Regions from separate parts of the Mus musculus genome. Here region 2 is linked to region 1. A link is a contact called in public Hi-C data. All regions are on one chromosome and are shown on one strand. The core of a region is the stretch at or near the end of the contact, and the rest is flanking DNA. Distances in the headings are between cores, read along the strand shown.

The links. A called contact is a pair of places that touch in the nucleus more often than the background predicts.
Region 2: a contact with region 1 is called in a Hi-C map of bone marrow-derived macrophages, with 28 read pairs. A contact is called at or near these places in 11 of 39 promoter capture datasets (the 3T3-L1 cell line, the C10 cell line, the HPC-7 cell line and 7 more), 4 of 484 Hi-C or Micro-C datasets (the 3T3-L1 cell line, the C2C12 cell line, bone marrow-derived macrophages and 1 more), 33 of 130 datasets of targeted methods (the NIH/3T3 cell line, the SCID.adh cell line, VIP interneurons and 24 more) and 4 of 9 other capture datasets (adipose tissue, liver, macrophages and 1 more).

Annotation. Positions count from the first base shown.
Region 1 is chr15:59,313,532-59,318,060 of GRCm38.p6, forward strand. It overlaps Sqle (squalene epoxidase), which reads left to right and starts at 1,561. Exons shown (of 11, transcript NM_009270.3): 1 at 1,561-2,598; 2 at 4,265-4,517. The coding sequence starts at 2,314.
Region 2 is chr15:59,047,292-59,051,777 of GRCm38.p6, forward strand. The region is part of intron 3 of Mtss1 (MTSS I-BAR domain containing 1); the gene reads right to left. Among named protein-coding and RNA genes, the nearest start is that of Mtss1, 32 kb to the right of the region's middle.

The DNA of each region.
Region 1 (4,529 bases), core at 311-2,810:
TTTGCCTCTTTGTATGCCTGACATGTGGAACTGACCACCAAGATCTCATCCTATGTTCTGTGCAAATGCTGCTTTTTGAGAGTATTAGATACATCTCATTTTCTCCTACTAGTGCCCAAAGGTGGGAGACATTTGGCAAGGTTAAGACTCATTTAAGTTGCCTAGAATTTCAGCTTATTGTTGGTTGGACTTAGGAACATGGAGAGACCCTCATTAGGAATGTGGTGTTAGGGCCAGAGAGATGACTCAGCTGTTAAGAGCAATGGCTTCTATGAGAGGTCCACAGTTCAAGTCCTAGTGCTCGAATGGCTGCTTACAACTGTTACTGTAGTCCCATGGGATCCAGTGCCTTCTTCTAAAGTGCAGCCATACATGTAGACAAAATACATAAGTAAACAAATCGAAAGGAAGGAAGAAATGTGGAGCTAGATAGAGTTGGCTGTGCCTGCTGCAAAGGGTTGGTAGGATACAGTTCTGTGAGACTTACTTCTTTCATTATTAAAGGATAAACGGGTTAAACAACTGTACCTGTTTGAATGACTTAAAAAAAAATCGCAGAAACTAATAAAGATATCTGAGAAGTGTTTAGGGTGAGACCTAAACCATAGATAACTAAGAACTCAACGAAAGCTTGATAATTAAATGGTACTGTCGAGTCTGAAATTCGGTTACATGACAGTAGCTGTGGATAGTATAAAATGATGTTGTTAGTCTCATGAACGACGGCAGATAAACTGCTCGGTTACTTCTGTAACAGAAAGGTAATGCCATTCTTGCAAGACTGCTGTAAGGGTTGAATGAATGTTTGCAACGCTCTGGCATAGTGCTTAAAACATAAAATGATCTTATTAAACAGTTTTGGGATTGCTGTTGATTAGGACATTTTTTTTTTTTTTCCTTTCTCATTCTTTCTTTAACCCGAGAAGGATTTCACTGTGTATCTCTGACTGGTCTGGAACACGCTATGCAGATCAAGCTGGCCTCAAACTCACAGAGATCCTCTTGCATCCCGAGTTCTGGGATTAAAGGCGTGATCCATCTCCACCTACTGACTTCTCTCATTTTCTTTAGTCCTCGTCCACTAATTATGGCAGGTTCGCCGGCGTGTCACGTCCTCCTCGCCTTTCTAGCCCGTGATCATCCAGTCCGCCCGGATGACTCCTGTAGCTCTCTTGCGTTTGAGCCACCAGGAGCCACCAAGAGTTCCTCCAGAGCGAGCTCCACCCTCCGCAGGTGGGGCCTGAGGACCCCGCGGCGGCCAGGCCGAGCGGGCACCGCCCCATTCACCCACCGGCCCCGCGCCCACCCCACGCACCCGCCCCGCACCACGCAACATCGCCCTAGCGCCTCTGCGACTGGCGCCGCGCGGAGTGCGCCGCCCGCCATTGGACAAACGCTCTATAGCGCCATCTCAGCCTACCGCGCGGTGCGCGCTCTCATTGGTTCGGACGGCGTGGGAGGCGGGGTCCGCTCAAGGGGCGGTGCCGGGCCGGAGCCCCGCCTCCCGGTCCCTGGGCTGGGCCGAGCCCGCCGGGCGGCTGAAGCGCGTGGGGCCGGGTTGCGAGCGGGGCGCGCAGCGGTTACTCTGGTTACTGTCCGCGAGGGATGCTGGGGACCCGGCGGGCAGGAGCCTTCGCCTCGCTCTGAAGGACGCTCATCCGAGACAGCCATTCACTCTCGAGGAAGGCAAGTGTCGGTCGGACAGGTTCCCGGCCGTGACTTCGGGGCTTGCTTGAGGAGGAATCTCCAAGGGAGGGCTGAGCTGCCAGGCTGCCGCCGCGCTTCGGGACGCCGTGGCCATCTTTTGTTGGAGAAGGCTGCCGGGGCAGTGTTGCTAAGGGCAGCTTTCCCAGCACCCAGATCCTTCTACGCTCCCGACTCCTTCCTACCGAGCACCTGCTGCTGGTGACAAAAGACCGTTTACAGCCAGGCGAGCGGACATCGAAGTATACAGCCACATTCGCACCCCTCAGCCCAATAGAGAGGCCCGTGTCCATCAGTTGGCTGAATGAAGAAGTGTGTAATCAGGAGCCGTTGGGGTAGGCAGGCTTTAAATGCTGCCTTTTAAGATCTGGACAACTTAAGATACATTTGCACTCTCAATGATTTCAAAAATTGATCACATCTGACTCGTGATCCTGAAACTATTTATTGGAAGAAGTTCGACCGGTTGCCCCGAACCCCTTTGAGAACTACATTTTGGGGACATTTTAATCACTGAAGACCTTCCGAGGAAAAAAGACCCCCCCAAGAGACCCCCAAAACACAAAATCCTCAGCCTTGGCTGGTGCCACCAAAGAAGCCTTTTGAGCCATGTGGACTTTTCTTGGCATTGCTACCTTCACCTATTTTTATAAGAAATGCGGGGATGTCACCCTGGCCAACAAGGAGCTCCTGCTGTGCGTGCTGGTGTTCCTGTCGCTGGGCCTGGTGCTCTCCTACCGCTGTCGCCATCGACACGGGGGCCTCCTTGGCCGCCATCAGAGCGGCGCCCAGTTCGCTGCCTTCTCGGATATTCTCTCTGCTTTGCCTCTTATTGGCTTCTTCTGGGCCAAGTCACCTGAATCAGAAAAGAAAGAACAGCTGGAGTCCAAGAAGGTATGCCTGATGCCACAGTGGGCAAATGAATGGGATCGTATTTTAAACTTCAGATCGAGGTCACTGAAGTTTATGGTTTCTTTAAAAGTCACGAAAGTGGTGGCTTAGAAGCGTCAGTGTTCTCATTTGATTGCGTTTCTTAAAGTTCTGGACTGTGTTGTGGCTGTGCTCTTAGGGAAGATGAAAAGCATTTGTTGTGTGAACCTCAGGGATTGGGTGTTGATTTTGGTAGGAAATGTTAGAATTTCATTTGGGAGACAGACTCACTGTGGCTTTTAATTTAAAATCCCTGGGTAAGGATGATTTTTGTTCCTGACAAGGGAGAATTTGTGTGGCAGGTAAGGCTACTTATAAATGTGATGGCAGACAGTGGAAAGTGACAGCAATTTGAAAAGCAATAAAGATGCCTAACACTTTAAAGTTTTGGGCAGAAATCCGTCCCCCACTATCTATTGAAGCAATTAGTCAGCGCAGTCCGCTCCTAAGTTGAGTCAGAGCTGAATGACAGGCTTACGTTAGAGACTGGATCTTTAAATATTTGTGGTGCCATTAATTACTTCGAGGGAATGATGGGGCCAGTGGTAGGTGATGAGAGAGGAACAGGGCGGCAAGTCAGATCACGTAGGACCTACTAGCCAGGGATATGTGAACTTTTCCCTTAAGAGCGTTGGAAAGATAGAGTAACAATGCTTGATTTCTACAAAAGTAAGAATAAATAATGTTTGGGAACTACATTGCAGTACACAGCCGTGCAAGAAGGGACATTGCTGTGATGCTGAAGCTGGGTGTCCAGTGTGCATGAGAGAGAGTGGCCAGGATGAGTTACCCACCTAGCAGTATAGACTTTGGGGTCTGCTTTCTTTAATAAAGTCCATAGTACAAATTAGCAAAGGTGGTAGAAGAAAAGAACTTGGTTCAGAGTTTTAGTTTAGTTCTGCCACTTGTTGCTGTAATACTTTGGGGATGGTTTGATTTCTGTCAAAATCAGGTTCCTGTTAGCTTAGATGAGGGTGGTACCACCGTCGCTGGTACTCAGGGAATGAAGTAAGTTCATGTTTGCAGAATGGCCGGTGCTCAACCATCTAATAAGTAACTAAGCTGTTGACACTAGTCTAAAGATGGCATTCTCTGTTGGGGGTAGGGAGGATGCTCGACTGGTTTCATTTTGGGACTGCTTCAGGCTTTCTCCTTACCTGGAAACCAGAGAGCCAGCTGCTGGCATGAGTTCTGCTCAGTGCTCACCGCTGTGTACGTGGACAGTCACAAGTTGTGGGAGGCCTGCACCTGTAGCTGCTCAGTGTAGAGTTGAGTAGTTCAGTTATAGGATTGGTCCTGGTTCTGTATTCGAATCTCACTGTAGATATGCACAGGGTTAGGCCTCATGTGGATTTCCAAATATGTCCATATAACATTTTCTAACTACTGTGTCCAGAAAAAGGAATATGTATATTTTATTGGGCTATATACATTTTTTTTTAGTCAGTATTTTGATCCTGATTATATATGGTTTGGACTTAAAAATATACCATGGATATGATTTACTCATGTTTGTGGGGGGAGGGGAGTCTAGCTTTTGCTCAAGGTGTAAAAGTCGGGTGTGTTTATGTGCGAGTTAATGGTTTATGTCGACAGATTTGGAAGAATGATAATCATTTTTGTTAAACAGTGCAGAAAAGAAATCGGTCTTTCAGAAACGACATTAACAGGAGCAGCTACCTCAGTGTCGACCTCGTTCGTGACGGACCCGGAAGTGATCATCGTGGGATCTGGTGTGCTTGGATCTGCCTTGGCAGCAGTTCTCTCCAGAGATGGAAGAAAGGTGACGGTCATCGAGAGAGATTTAAAAGAGCCCGACAGGATAGTTGGGGAGCTGCTGCAGCCAGGAGGCTACCGTGTTCTCCAGGAGCTGGGCCTTGGAGGTAGGCTCATTT
Region 2 (4,486 bases), core at 235-2,734, 270 kb before region 1:
TGAGCACTAAGCAGGCCCATCCTTCTGTGAGCAAACTGTGCAGCGCACGACGTCTTAAATGTTTCTGCAAATCAACGACCGTCCCCTAGACACCTACGATGTGCAAGAAACAGACACATGAAGACTGCAAGAAAAACGTGCTAGCCATGAGTCTGTTGACTGGCTAAGTTTGCCTCCTAAGGAGAAATTAGCATTGAACCTGTCTCTCAAATACTCCAGAGTTCTCCCCTGTGCCTGAAAATAACCAATGAAGAAATGGCCCAAGGCCAGCTTCCCACAGTGGCCACAGGTTTAGCTACAGGTTAGCTGAAGGCAGTTTTAAACCTTTTGTGTTTTATGAATGAATATGAACACATTCCTTTAAAGTAGTATTTCAAGAATTTTTTTTTAATGTTCAGTGCTGAGCCTGCAAAAAGGACTTTTTTCTTTTTTAACTTTTTTTCCCCCTCCAGTTTGAAGCTAAAGTGCTTTGTACACAGTCATCACATGGCTCTAATTACAAACAAGAAAGTTCTAGAGTGGAATGCTACAGTCATCCAGAAGTTAAAGGCTACTAGAATCTCAAACAAACTGGTTAAAGTAAAACTCTGGGGTAAACAAGAGCAGCCTGGCTGGAACTCGGAAGTTTCCTAGCACCATCTGGCAGCAAAGGAAGAGTCCCTCCCTTCCCCCAACCAGCCAAGTGCAGGTGGCCACCTCCCCTGGACCATGACCTCCTCATGGGGGCAGGGAACTTCCTGCTACAGTGAAATATGAAGACACACTGGAACCCTAAGAGAGGGGTCACCAACATTCAAATTCTGAACTCTCAAGTGCACTCTGTCCAGTTGTCCAACCCAGCAGGCTCCCATGCCCAAGACTCCAGCATCCTTGCCAGGACCCACCAAGGCCCTTGAGTGGAGGGGGTGGGGGAGCTCTTGTGTAGAGTCACTCATCTGTACAACAGTGTCAGAAGCTCATAAATGATCATTTGGGTCTCAGGGCTCCCCATAAAGGTGGACAACACAGGTGGTTGTCGGCTGGAGCTTTCACGGTCTGTAGGGACAACGGTGATTGGAAGGCGCCAACAGCAGCATGTGCCCTTGAGGCCCTAAGCATGACAGATTCAGAGGTCGTGGGACTCAAACAACTCAGGGAGATCCTGAGCACATACAGAGGCCCCGTGAAGGCTGGGAGATGCACGAACAGAGGGACCAGATGTCCTAACGCTCTAGGGAGCTTCTCTGTGTGGGTGGAGACGCCATGGGTGGGTTATAGGCAGATGGCATAGCCAGGAAGCTTTTAAACAGATTGCAGAGTCCCACCCGATTGTCCACCACAGCCCTCAAGGCTGAACCTGACTGAGCACACATATCTTCAGGGACAACATCATGCCCAGAAAGTGCAGACCCGTGGCATTTAACAAACACACCCTAAAGGTGTGCACCGTCCACTGAGGTCACAGACACCTTCTAAAGCAGCAAGGTCGCTTAACGGAACCTAAGCCAGACAGATTTCCTCACCGGCCTTGGAGTCCTAAGTCACTGGTGAAAGCACCCCCCGCCCCCCCCCATGCACTTGGTCCCAGCTCCACCTGCCCCACCACACACAACTCCAACTGCAGGGGGAGTCCCACAACTCAATCCTGCCCAAATGCCCATCTCCGGCACCCAGGTTTCTTGCTCCCGCCCTCTGTCTTCATCTGATTAAGGCCGCTTCCTCTCTTCTGTTGTCTCTGGAATAAAAGCAGAAGTCCTGAAGACAAATTAGGAAAGGGATTTACCCCACCCAACCTCATATGCAGTTGATGTAACAAGACTTACGCAGTGTTTAATACCATGGAAAATGAGTGAACGAAGGAAGGTTTGCTGGTCTTATCTCGGGAACCCCACACACACACACACACCCCAGTTCTTTTTACCGTGAGGAAATTAAAACTTGGGGTTACACAGTTAAACAGCCAAAAGTCAAACCTAGACATCTCAGCTCCATACCAAGGTTTTTTTGCATGAACTGGGGTTTTTAATGCCGTTGGGTTGAAGTCACTTTAAAACCAAATATAAGCACATGCTAAGGCCAGAAGCTCCTTACATAAGGGATCCTAACTTACTGGTCCCGGTCCAGGTTAGGGGAGGGGCTCCAGTTCACTGGCCACGTGACCTGCATCAGTGTCCAGACACGACCTGTTTTGAGTCTGTCCCTTGAGATTTTCATCACATGGTGCTTTAAGAAGACCCTGGGCCCTCTTACCCAGCTCTACCCGTTAACCAATCAACCATAATCCAAAAACATTGAATGTAAAATTATAGAAATAAACAATTCCTAAGTTTCAAGTAGCTCTTATTGTCGTATTGTAACTGATCTCATTATTAGATGTTGTTAATCTCATTGTGCCTGATTTATACAATAAAGCTTATCGTGTGTGTGTGTGTGTGTGTGTGTGTGTGTGTATGTGAGAAAGTATACACACCAGGCATCCAATGTGGGTCATGGGAAGGATCACCAATAACAAAGAAGAGACAACTCTAAAACACTCAAAACAGAGTCCAGCTCACAGGACGCAAAGGACATTAGCAATCATGACTTTCACTATTAAAGCCATGCTCACTTTTAGACATGTTCTACTCTGCCTGGAGCCCATTTCTCTCCTCCTGAAAACCTTGAGCTCCTTTGAGTGGTCCTGGCACATCATCATCTGCACATTCCCAGGATGGGTTTTCAAAGATGTAAACCTATTTACAGTGGCACGCAAAAACATGCAAAACCAAGTCACTCAGCACTGTGCTCTTCAAAGGCCCTTGCTGACCTAAGCAGACAGTGTTGTGAGGAGCAGTCCTGAGAGGCTGCACACAGCGGGCGCCTGGATCAGACAGCACTCCCAGGTGTGCAGGTGCTCTCCCCAGCACATACGGCCGTCTGCCGCAGCATACTTACTGAGAAGCCTTCCATTTGCTTGCCTTACTTTTCTTTCCTCGGTCTGTAAGTAACTGACCCTGACAAACGCATACTCCTGAGACAGCCACAAAAATCAAAGACAGTTAAGACCTACCAACTAATTTTGTTGTGGCCAGTGAATCTGAAGAAAGACAGCATGTTCAGAGTTTACATAAATAAGATGTTAATTCCAGAGTATAAACTAAGCACATAGAATTGTGCCTATTGCCAATAAACTCAAATTCCATCATTTCATGATACACATTATATATGTATATATTATATAAATAATATATACATGAGATTAATCAAGTTATATGATTTTATTTAGAAAATCAGTATCAAAATGGAGTCCAGATTTCAATATTGTAAACAAGGTAAGCATATTATGAAAATTGATTTTTATCCACATAGTAACTACTTGTGGAAGATTTTCATAAATTTTGTTAATAACTCATGCTAAAACACCTCATGAGAATGACAACAAACCTTTCAGAGCTCTTTCCTTTGAGAAATAACACAAAAATGTGAATATTCTGGAACCAGAAACCTAGTTAAAATTATCTTGGCATTCTGAATACTAGCCCAATAGAGATGTGCTTCTACAGTTAGTGTCCGCAAACGGTGCAGGTGTGTGAGATGCGTGCAGAGAGGCTCCAAGAGAAAGCAACGCAGGACAAGGAGACGTCAGGGCTCAGCTCAATGGAATGGCTGCACTACAGTTGAAAGTTCCAAGACAGGCAAGGCTACATACACAAAGAAGAGAAGAGAAGAGAAGAGAAGAGAGAAGAGAGAAGAGAGAAGAGAGAAGAGAGAAGAGAGAAGAGAGAAGAGAGAAGAGAGAAGAGAGAAGAGAGAAGAAGAGAAGAAGAGAAGAAGAGAAGAAGAGAAGAGAAGAGGAAAAGACAAAAAGCAACACTGACAGAGATGCATAGAAAGGAACTCTTCCCTGTGTATATAGAAACATAAATTAGTACAGTCACTTGGAGGACCACAGAGGTTCCTCAAATATTAAAAATAGAGCTAGCATATGATCTAGCAAGGCCCCCTGAGTAATATTTAAAGGGAAGGAAATTGCATGTGGAAGACACATCTGTAGCTATTTATAGCAGTACAGTTCTCAGCGGTCAAGAAACAGACACTGTCAGCCAAAGGGGGGAAATATGGTACAGATATTCAATGGCCCTGAACTCAGGGCTGGAGAGATGGCTCAGCAGTTAAGAGCACTGATTGCTCTTCCAGATGTCCCAAGTTCAATTCCCAGCAACCACATGGTGGCTCACAACCATCTGTAATGGGATCTGATGACCTTTTCTCGTATGTCTGAAGACAGCTACAGTGTACTCATATATATATAATAAATAAATAAATCTTAAAGGAGGGAGGGAGGGAGGGAGGGAGGGAGGGAGGGAGGGAGGAATTGGACATAGAATGGTGGTTACCGGGGGGCTGGGGAAGGAAGGCTGATGGGGAAAGGCGAATGGTACTAAGATAGTTAGACAGAGATGTGACACTCTGCTGTGCTACCTCATAGTATGGTGGCAGTAGATGGCATAGATTGTATCTCAAAAAA